2 separate regions of the Arachis hypogaea genome follow, and region 1 is linked to region 2. A link is a contact called in public Hi-C data. All regions are on one chromosome and are shown on one strand. The core of a region is the stretch at or near the end of the contact, and the rest is flanking DNA. Distances in the headings are between cores, read along the strand shown.

Region 1 (5,196 bases), core at 881-3,380, 130 kb before region 2:
CGTCGATGCCTACCTGGTCCACCCACGCGCACGCGTTCTAAACGCGTACGCGTGGATTCAAAATCGATGACACCCCTACGCGCAAGCCCTAATCCAGTCGCGTCCCTTTACCCCTTCAACTTCAACGTTCCATTTTCTCCTTCTTCTCCCTCCAATTACCTAGAACCTCCATCGCCACCCTCTCAACCTCTGCAACACCATCCCAGCGACACCCACCGCCGCCGACTAACCTCACTTCTCCCTTCTCTCTTTCCTCTTCGCCCCTTTTCGCCCTTCTTCTTTCCCCCTTTCTCCTCCTCTCAGTTAGTCTCCTTCTCTGTCACCACCAGAACCGCCGCGGCTACGCCCATTGCCGCCGGCGAACTCCCTTTCACCATCACCAAATCCTTCCTTCTCTCTCGGCCGTTTCCTTTCCCGTCGCTGCACCCAGGGCAGAATCGGGTGCCCTACTCTGGACTGCTACCCTACTCTGCGCTGCGCCACCACTGGGCCAGTGGCGCCTCAGTCCCCTTCAGTAGCTATGCATTCCAATTTAACTTTCTGCTTCGTCCATGTTTTCCCATGTCTTCCCCTGTCAATAACTGCTTTGTTTTTAATTTTTCTTTTAGTTCATTTTCAAGTTTTATCAGTAGATTGATTAATCTCCGTTTGATTAGGTTAGATAGAATCGCATATGGTTAGGTAGCTAAGATGTGGTTAGAGGATTTAGGTCTGACTTTTTGTTGTTGTTGTTGCTATCTGAATGGTTATTTGCAAACTGCTTGTTGAGTGATGATGATTTTGGTGCTCCATGCTTTCACATGCTGCTATTTGATACTGTTATTGATCAATGCTGATGCTTTAATGTTATATGTTCACAATTTGTTGCTCATTGCAACTCTGTGTACTGGCCATGCATTGATTCTCAATACACTGTTGATTATGCCTGATGCTGTTTAATTCCAATTTCCACTCAATCACTTGATTCAGGATGTTTAATTGTCTGAATTCATGTTGAATACTTGTGATTGGTTGTCAAATTCAAAGAAATGGGTGCTGCCATGCTGATTTAAACTGTTTTGTTTTGCTTAATGCTGCCAGATCATATGAAATCACTGTTTGTATACATGTTTGATATTTTGGATTCATATGAGACTGTTTTGCTGCTATTTTCCATCTGGAAACATCCAATTTACTGCCAGAATGCTGCCAAAATTTTTGGAAATTTCCTTATTGCTAACTTGCAACTTAGGGATTGAACTTGGCACCCTGTGAATTAAGACTCATTTGGCTTATACCAAGTTCAACTCATGAGTTAATTTGGTCAGCATTTCCGTTTTGTATCTTGGTTCCCTCTTTCATGTGCACTGATGGAATCATGGGACTAGTTGTTAGAATTCTGTGACAATTAGGACCTTGATTGACCAAATCATTTCTGAACCTCTTGAGTGTTTTAAATCATGCAAGATAGGTCCAATTTCCATTCTTCATGGTCGTTTTCATTCGTACCTTTCTCATTGACCATTGAAGTGCTTTCTAAACTCTCAAGTGGCCTAGTCTTGTACTTTTTGAATGAGGTTCTGTTGAGTTGTGATCATTGGTGTAATTTCACTCATGTAGCCATCTTCATTACCCAATTTACCTTAGGTACATGAGTACACTCTTAAACTTTCAACACCAATTTTTACAAGCTTAGTGACCATAAACATTGATGATGATGTGCATTCCTTTTTCTATGCTTTTATGCATTCCATATTTCATCATCAATGTCTTACATCATCCTCATGAATGTGAGTATGCTTGTTCTCTATACTTTTTGAACTTATCTTGGTTAAGTTCCATAATTGTCGTGCCACTGATTTCTAACCTAGTTTTCTAACCTTGACCTAGTTGACTCTCTAACTCTTCTTTTTAGTTTTCACATTAACTCTTTTATATTCTTTTGGGCATGATGATTATTGTTGCTTAACGAACAAGCATTTTCCTATTATTGCATGAATTCTTGGATTGTATTTTGATTGATGTATGAATTATGTTTGCTTGCATTCGAAGAGTTCATTCCTATGACTCACTTCATGAGAGTTCTCAGTTTCTTTCTGTTGTCTATTTTCTGTCCGTGCTTATTTCCTTGTCTTTCCTTTCCTCTGCTTTGCTTAATATGTTGTATCCTGTGATTTCTATTTTCCAGGATGTCTGACAGAGGCAAGGGGAAAGCAAAGGTTACCTCCAGGAAGAGGAAGAAGTCTCAGTCTTCCACTGATTCTGCGACCTCCAGTTATGCTAAAATATCCCTCTCTGACAAGGATAAGGAGGATCAGCTCCTACCTTCTACCAACGCAGAGAAATTTCCCAATCTGTACTATGAGCTTCGGTTTCTGACTTTCCAGAAGCGGAAGCTCAACCTGGAGAAAAAGCTAGATATCCCTTCAGATTTGAGACAGTCCATTGAGCTTCGGATTGAGGGGTTGGACCTGTCCTTCGTGGATAGGGAGCGAGCTAAGGGTTGGGCCTGTCTTTCGGGCATGATGATTATTGTTGCTTAACGAACAAGCATTTTCCTATTATTGCATGAATTCTTGGATTGTATTTTGATTGATGTATGAATTATGTTTGCTTGCATTCCAAGAGTTCATTCCTATGACTCACTTCATGAGAGTTCTCAATTTCTTTCTGTTGTCTATTTTCTGTCCGTGCTTATTTCCTTGTCTTTCCTTTCCTCTGCTTTGCTTAATATGTTGTATCCTGTGATTTCTATTTTCCAGGATGTCTGACAGAGGCAAGGGAAAAGCAAAGGTTACCTCCAGGAAGAGGAAGAAGTCTCAGTCTTCCACTGATTCTGCGACCTCCAGTTATGCTAAAATATCCCTCTCTGACAAGGATAAGGAGGATCAGCTCCTACCTTCTACCAACGCAGAGAAATTTCCCAATCTGTACTGTGAGCTCCGGTTTCTGACTTTCCAGAAGCGGAAGCTCAACCTGGAGAAGAAGCTAGATATCCCTTCAGATTTGAGACAGTCCATTGAGCTTCGGATTGAGGGGTTGGGCCTGTCCTTCGTGGATAGGGAGCTAGCTAGGGTGAACGAGTCATGGGTGCGTGAATTTTATTGCAACTTCTATACACCGACCCTTAACTCGATTCACCTGAGAGGCGGGCAGATCCTGGTTACAGAAGCTGACATTGAGGTTCCACTCGATGCTTTTATGCAGGCTGAGGTGGAGATGCACTGTCTGACCTATGACTATGATGCACTGAGGAGTATAGTTGTCGAACCGGACTCCCCTTGGCAGCTGGATGCCAATAAAACGAAACCCAAGGGGATGATGTTCGATTATCTGACTCGGGAGGCGAAGGTATGTCAGTAGATTCTTGCCCATTATGTTATGCTTACCACGCACTTCACGGAGATTCCGGTAGACATGCTCGTTCTGATCAGGTGCATTATGGAGGGGAAGGAGTTGTACTTTCTCCGCCTGATCAGAAAGTACATGTGGCGAGCACATGTCAGAGGCACACTCCCATTTCCTGCTTTAGTCACCGAGATGGCCCAGCGGGCTGGCGTACCTTGGTTGCCAGATGATGAGTCGCCACCCCCGATCCACAGGAAGGAGAGACTTATCCCGTGGGGGATCTGGGTGGACGACAGACCAGCCTCGCGTAGATCCAGAGCCCGCTCAGCAGCAGCAGCATCTGGGCCACCATCTTCTTCAGTAGCAGCAGCATCTAGGCCATCATCTTCTTCAGCTGCAGCCGGACTCGCTGCACCATCCACAGCTATCAGTTGCCAGTCAGCCACCACCACCATCAACACCTCAGCCGACCTACAGACTAGTTCAACATCTTATCGAGCGCATGGATCGGAGCGAACGTCGCAACGAGCGATGCTTTCGGCGCGTGATTCAGATGTTGGCATCGCTGGGAGCCGTCATACCCCCTGATTCTAACATTTCCGATCATTCTGAGGAGGAGGCTAGGCAGGCAGAGGCACCTCCAGAGATTCAGGCTTCTACACAGCCACAGCCGCAGCCACAGCTGGATGCAGATGTCGACCCTTCCACCTAGTCTCACTTGTAGCATCGGGGACGATGCTTCATTCTAAGTGTGGGGAGGTCCACGTCGTCGGCGGGAATGTTATTTTGGGTGACAATTTCATACTTCAGCTTAGTTGCTTTATTTTGTCTTATTTTAGTATTCGCACTTTCATTTACTGCACTTTGGATTACTTTTGGATTACTGTATATATCAGCTATCTTGGATACTTTGTTTTACATTGGTCATTTTGCATTTTTGGTTTGTACGTATATTTTGAAATTTTTAGTTTGATTTACCTCTTTAGTTAATAGCATATATATGTAGTATCTTAGTTTATCAGTTTAGTTGTGATTGGAAAAAATATGGAACATTGAGCTTAGTTTACCCTTTTTGCATATGAGATTTGTTTTGACTAAAAAAAGGATTAAACTAAGCTCAATGTTCCATATTTTTTCCAATCACAACTAAACTGATAAACTAAGATACTACATATATATGCTATCAACTAAAGAGGTAAATCAAACTAAAAATATCAAAATATACTTACAAACCAAAGATGCAAAATGCACAATGTAAAACAAAGTATCCAAGATGGCTGATATATATAGTAATACAAAGTGCGGATACTAAAATAAGACAAAATAAAGCAACTAAGCTGAAGTCTGAAATTGTCACCCAAAATAACATTCCCACCAACGACGTCGACCTCTCCACACTTAGAATGAAGCATTGTTCCCGATGCTACAAGTGAGTCTGGCTGTGGCTGTGTAGAAGCCTGAATCTCTGGAGGTGCCTCTGCCTGCCTAGCCTCCTCCCCATGATCCGCCTCCTCCTCGGAATGATCGGAAGTGTCGGAATCAGGGGGTATGACGGCTCCCAGCGATGCCAACATCTGAATCACGCGCCGAAAGCATCGCTCGTTGCGACGTTCGCTCCGATCCATGCGCTCGATAAGATGCTGAACTAGTCTGTAGGTCGGCTGAGGTGCTGATGATGGTGGTAGTGGTGGCTGACTGGCAGCTGTGGATGGTGCAGTGGGTCCAGCTGCAGCTGAAGAAGATGATGGCCCAGATGCTGTTGCTGAAGAAGATGGTGGCCCAGATGCTGCTGCTGCTGAGCGGGCTCTGGATCTACGCAGGGCTAGTCTATCGTACACCCAGGTCCCCCACGGGAGAAGTCTCTCCTTC
Region 2 (5,574 bases), core at 1,317-3,816:
TAATAAAATTTTAAGATAATGAATAAAAAATAGAATTATATCAATATAATTAAAATAGTTAAAATTATTTTTGATTGATAATTAGGTTAATAATGCATTCATTATTAATTTTATATAATTATAATAGAGATATTTTTTTAAATTAGTATAATTATAAATTATTCATTAAATGCTAAGTATAATATTATTATATAATTATAATTAAAATAATTTTTTGAAATAAATTTAAAAGAGATTAGTATAATTACAATAAAGAGATTATCGTAAATTAGTATAATTATGTATCATGCATTAAATACTAATTATAATATAATTATATCAATTAAAGATAATTTTTAAAAATAAATTTAAAAGAGAGAAATATGCAATCATTTTGGAGGGAAAATGGATTCACGAGAAAATGGCACCTCACCATTATAAATTGGGGAAAAACTCAGTTTTAGTATATTAAGTAAGTTGGGGGAAAACTCAGTTTTAGTATAATTATGAATTATTCATTAAATGCTAAGTATAATATTGTTATATAATTATAATTAAGATAATTTTTTGAAATAAATTTAAAAGAGATTAGTATAATTATAATAGAGATTATCTTAAATTAGTATAATTATGTATCATTCATTAAATACTAATTATAATATAATTATATCAATTAAAGATAATTTTTAAAAAAAATTTAAAAGAGAGAAATAGTGCAATCATTTTGGAGGGAAAATGGATTCACGAGAAAATGACACCTCACCATCATAAGTTTGGGGAAAAACTCAATTTTAGTATATTAAGTAGATTTATTGCAGTATTTGTCCACTCATATCTAAAACCATCTGGACAGGGTTTTGTGTGGAAGATAATTAGTCCACATTCCAGTGTAGAAAAAAATATCTTTTTTTTCCATCTTCTGAGAAGTGAAGGAAGAAATTCGGAATGAAAATTTGGGGTTGAGTGGAAAGAGTGCTATAGATTGTAGAAGTTAAAGAGGAGGGACAAGCTTATCCTGAGATTAGTCTCCATACGAGACCGGTACATACAGTTGGAGATCAAGAAATCTTAATTTATACTTAAAAATGGCTATTTATCTATTAATATATAGAAACAGATATTTTTGTTTATGTTTTCCATTGTATTGGATATGTTTTTATTTTCTTTTTTCTTTTTATGGATGCTTGACAATCTATGTTTTAAATTTGCTAAATAATAGGTTTTCTTTTCATTCTGAGTCCTTTTAATCCCGTGTAATTTGTACGGGTACTCTTGCCAGTAAATCTAAACTTTATGTTTTCTTTAATAGGAATTGTCTATGGTGGAGAAAATACAAATGGGTTCTTTAAAATCATGGTGGAATATTTTATTTGTAGTTGTTATTTATTCTTGGTACAATTTTATTAATTTATATTAATAACTAACCAAAAGGTCAAATTAAAATTTTTAAATTGCTAAATGATCCCCGTCATTTAGATATTGACAGTAGACCCTGTTATTCTTATATCCTTTGCATCTCATTTTAGTATTGGATCATCGCAGGAAAGATCCAACCTCATAGATCCGCATCATGAAGCTCCATCCACTGCTCGATCTTGGTAGTGTAGTCGCTACCACGCCACCGCTTGTGATCTATGAATGATGCCGCGCCGGTGTTAAAGTAGCAGGACCTTTGGAGTTAAGGTAGACAATGTGGCGGCGGACGTAGGCAGAGAGGAGGGTGGTGAGATAGTTAGGACGCAATTGAGGAGGAAGTCGAGGGCGGAGTGGATGGGGATGAGGCCAGCGATGGAGGCATAGTGGAAGGGTATGTTATGTTTAATGGATCGTCTCTCTTGTGCACTCACCAACAGTAGCGAGCAAGTAGCTAAACGTGAGGAAGGTGAGCAATGAGTAAGGGCTAAAGAAAATATAGAAGAGAGAATTTGATGAAAAGTAACCGATAGAAAATTCATTCACAATTGATTAAAGAATTAAATTATGCATGATTTTACGTACTGAAATATATACTAGTTAAGGTAGGGACTCAGTCAAAGCACCAAGAATCAAGAATTCTTCTAACAAACTTAGCCACTAAATCTTAACAACTACTACCACTGATATCTAACTAATCTTTATTATATTTTTTTTAACACAGCAAATTCAACCGTTATAATGAGATGCAAATTTTGATGCAAATTTTCAACGGAAAGAGTTATGGTGAGATAAGAGAAGGAGAAAAAACGGGTAATATTGAGGAACAAGATCGAACAGGAAGCAATACAAAAAAAAAAATTCTTAGTATGAGGGCTGAATAACCGAAATAATGCTCAATTACAAAATTTCAATAGAGTCCCAAATTTTTTTACAATTCAAAAAATACCCAGATTCTTTAAGGATCAGAAGATAATTCCAAAAAAATACATGACATACCTGAAATTTTTTCCTGTATTATAATTTGAAAAACTATTTTTCGATTGTTTTTTGTCCGACTATTTTTCGATTTGTTTTGTCAACTTTACAATTGTTTGGGCCAAGGTGTGTAAGCCCAAATCCGTAATCCATAAATTGACCCGGCCGGTTTTAATAAAAATCGGTGAACCGGAAGGTTTGAGAAATCCGGACCGGTTCAATTTTCAAAAAAAAAAAAAAAAGATAACCCTAATCCCAGCGAAGGATCCCCTCCCCAACCCACGCTCTTACTCTCTCGCTCTGAAACAGATCTAAAACGGGCGAGCTCAACGCGGCGCCACAACCTTCTCACTCTCGCAGAGCCGCTGTCGCCGACACCGCACGGTGGCCGTCTCGTTGCCGAATCCGCTACGTTTGCCAGCTCCTGCTCCTTCACTGCTGTCGCGTCGTCTGTACCTCAGTCCACATCTGACGCCTCCGTCCGCGTCGCGTCGTCCCTGCGCCTTCCCTGCGTCAGCCAGCTCCTGCGCCTTCACTGCCTCTCGTTGTTCGTGTACGTCTCTCATCGTCGTCGTCGCGTCTTCATCCGACGCGGCTCGCCGGCGCTGCTGCCTCCCCCTCGCCGCTCTCTGCTTCGCCGTGCTTGCTCTCTCTCTTCTCTGCCCGCGTTCTGCCTTCACATCATCAGGTAAGCTTTTTAATTTTTTTAAGTTATTCAGTTGCTGGATTATAATCTTTTTAACTGATTAATTGATTAACTGATGTTGGATTAACTGATTCAGTTGATCTTGATTGTTGTTGATTATAATTTGTCGATTCTTGGCAGATCATTCCAATTTTGTTTTTACAGTGTAATATATGTAGTGTAGTGGTTGATTGATGCCTTTTTGTTCTTTCTGATTTTTGGTGTTTAGGGTTGATTTGTTTCTGTTTTAATATCATTATGGTGAATTGAGGTGCTGTTTTTATATTGTTGGTGCTGTTTTTTATATTATTCTGTGAATTTATATTGTTGGATAGTGGATTGGTTCTGTGAATTGAGCTGTAGTGGATAGGTTATGTGAATTTATATTGTTCTGCTCATGTTTATTCTGTTGCATAATCTGTGGTGGCATGGTTTTGTTTGCAGGGGTTTAAACTATAAGTATTTGGCACTTCTCAGGTTCTAAGCTTTTCGTCTAAAGGTTCAAACTTTTGAAACTCTATTGCTTTCTTCTATCCCCTTTATTTGCAGCGGACGACTTTGACAAATAATAATTTGGCAGAATTAGTTCATATTCTGTGCACGAAGGACTTATGATCATATGCTATTGAAAGTTCTAGTCATAATTGTCTTTTATGGGAAATGTTAAAAACAAGGCTCAAATTAGTTATTTTTAGAAATTGAGACGTTTGTTGTTAAAATGTTAGTGATAATATGTATTTCAAATTTTAATTTTAAGTTTATGACTATTTTATATATTTTATTTACGTGGAACCGAGTCAACTAGTTCAAGTAGTGATCCACCGGTTGAACCAGTGACCCAATGATCTAGTAACTTGACCGGTTTGATCACCGGTACGGTTCTGTCAACTATGCTCTAGGCTCTCTCTTCTGACTTCCTTCTCTATAGATTTCGAAAGGATCTTGTGTTCCAGCTACAGCATCAGCTTCTGCTTCTGCCCTTTGCTAAGGTTCGAATGGGTGCTCAGGACCTTCTCCATTTCTGGTATGCTCTTCATCCAAGCATACCTTCTTCGTTGTTTTCCATTTTGCTTCTTCCTCTCAATTTTTTAGATTACCTGCTTTTCAGTTAGGGTTTTTGAGGTGAAGTGAACCTCGGTTTCGTCTGTGAGCTTGATATTTTCGACTCCATCGAAATTCTTGCCGTTGATTTTGAAGAATCGACAGTGGTTGTCAATGTTTCATTTACCCAGTTGCATTTACTCCCGTGAATTGACTTTTGATTCTTCGTCCAGCTGAGATGCCCTCAAAGCATAGCTTGCTTATTTGTATTACTCTTAACCCATCAAAGACCAGTGAATCATTCAAATTCAACACACACTAATCTGAAACCAATTTCTGGTACGCCTTCTTCTGCATTGCCTCACCGCCATACCAAGTTTTGTGCCTTTTCTGTGTAATTCCATTCGTCTTCCACCACTTACCCGTACTTTTTATGTTTGGTTCTGTACCTGGTTTCCGCTAGTTTGGTTCGTTACTTAGTTCTCCTTTGTGAATTCATCCAACCTTTTCGCCAATTTGGTGTTAGTTTCAACTTTCAATTTACAGCCGAAATTTATTTTTGTCATTTGCCATGTACACATTGCATTTTTATTGGTATTATTAGCACTATGAAAAGTCTGATATCTTAAGGATGGAATTGGAACAATGGAATTGATGAGGAATTTGGTCACCGGGTCGAAGAACAAAGATGCAAAAAGCATTCTTTATTGGATTTAGTGCTCGTCTTCTCTATCATTAAATATGTTCTTGTGTACTTGTTTGATGACCCAATTCATATTTAATGTTTTTCTGTAGATGTTGCTGCTAAGTTTGAAGTCATTTGGTATGAGATTGGTGATGTAGAGTCACTAGGCCAAGATGGCATTTATAACTAAGATAAAATGGGTTGTTCTTTCTGTGATTACCTTATCTCTGGCATCCATCATCATTCATCTGTCGCTAGCGAAGTTTTGGGCAGTTAACATAGTGCAGTATAAAGCAATGCCTAGCCTTCCAGAGAATTTTGTTCCGACCTCGGGAGGACAGGTGAGTTCTTATGTATATATGTTTCGAGTGGATGCTTATGGTTGTGTACTTGTGTTTTGTGTTTTGTGCTTTTTTTGTGTAATTCTTGACTCTGGTTTAAATATTGTAGGTTATAAAGAATAAGAAGCTATGGGGTTCCATACAGTCATTGGAAGCATTGCAGCCTTATGCGAATGCTAGAAGCAATTACTCTGGTAAGAATTTTGCGGCTATTTCTTATCTTCTTAATATGTAGACATGGGAAGGAACAATTTTTAGACTTGCAGTTGAGAGATTATGACATAAAGCTATGTTGAAACATAAAATATTTTATTTTTCATCCTTCTGCTCTATTTTTGTTTTCCCTTATTGATTAAAGAAATGAAATAATATATGCCTTGCAAAGGCACTCCATATTAAATTGATCATGGCCTATGGGAATGCAATCTTGGAGATGACTAACATCCAACTTA

What was found. A called contact is a pair of places that touch in the nucleus more often than the background predicts.
Region 1: a Hi-C map of leaf shows a contact between it and region 2, with 3 times the contacts expected there. The contact joins the promoter of LOC112786017 here to the promoter of LOC112786933 in region 2. A contact is called at or near these places in 2 of 8 Hi-C or Micro-C datasets (both in leaf).

The regions. Positions count from the first base shown.
Region 1 is chr20:93,759,015-93,764,210 of arahy.Tifrunner.gnm2.J5K5, reverse strand. LOC112786017 (AMP deaminase) reads right to left here and starts at 2,130. Exons shown (of 8, transcript XM_072231547.1): 1 at 2,052-2,130. It overlaps LOC140183312, which reads right to left. Exons shown (of 3, transcript XM_072231540.1): 3 at 4,511-5,196. The coding sequence ends at 4,542.
Region 2 is chr20:93,630,479-93,636,052 of arahy.Tifrunner.gnm2.J5K5, reverse strand. It overlaps LOC112786933 (protein EMBRYO SAC DEVELOPMENT ARREST 30), which reads left to right and starts at 2,566. Exons shown (of 12, transcript XM_025830306.3): 1 at 2,566-3,058; 2 at 3,500-3,554; 3 at 4,892-5,122; 4 at 5,232-5,316. The coding sequence starts at 4,955.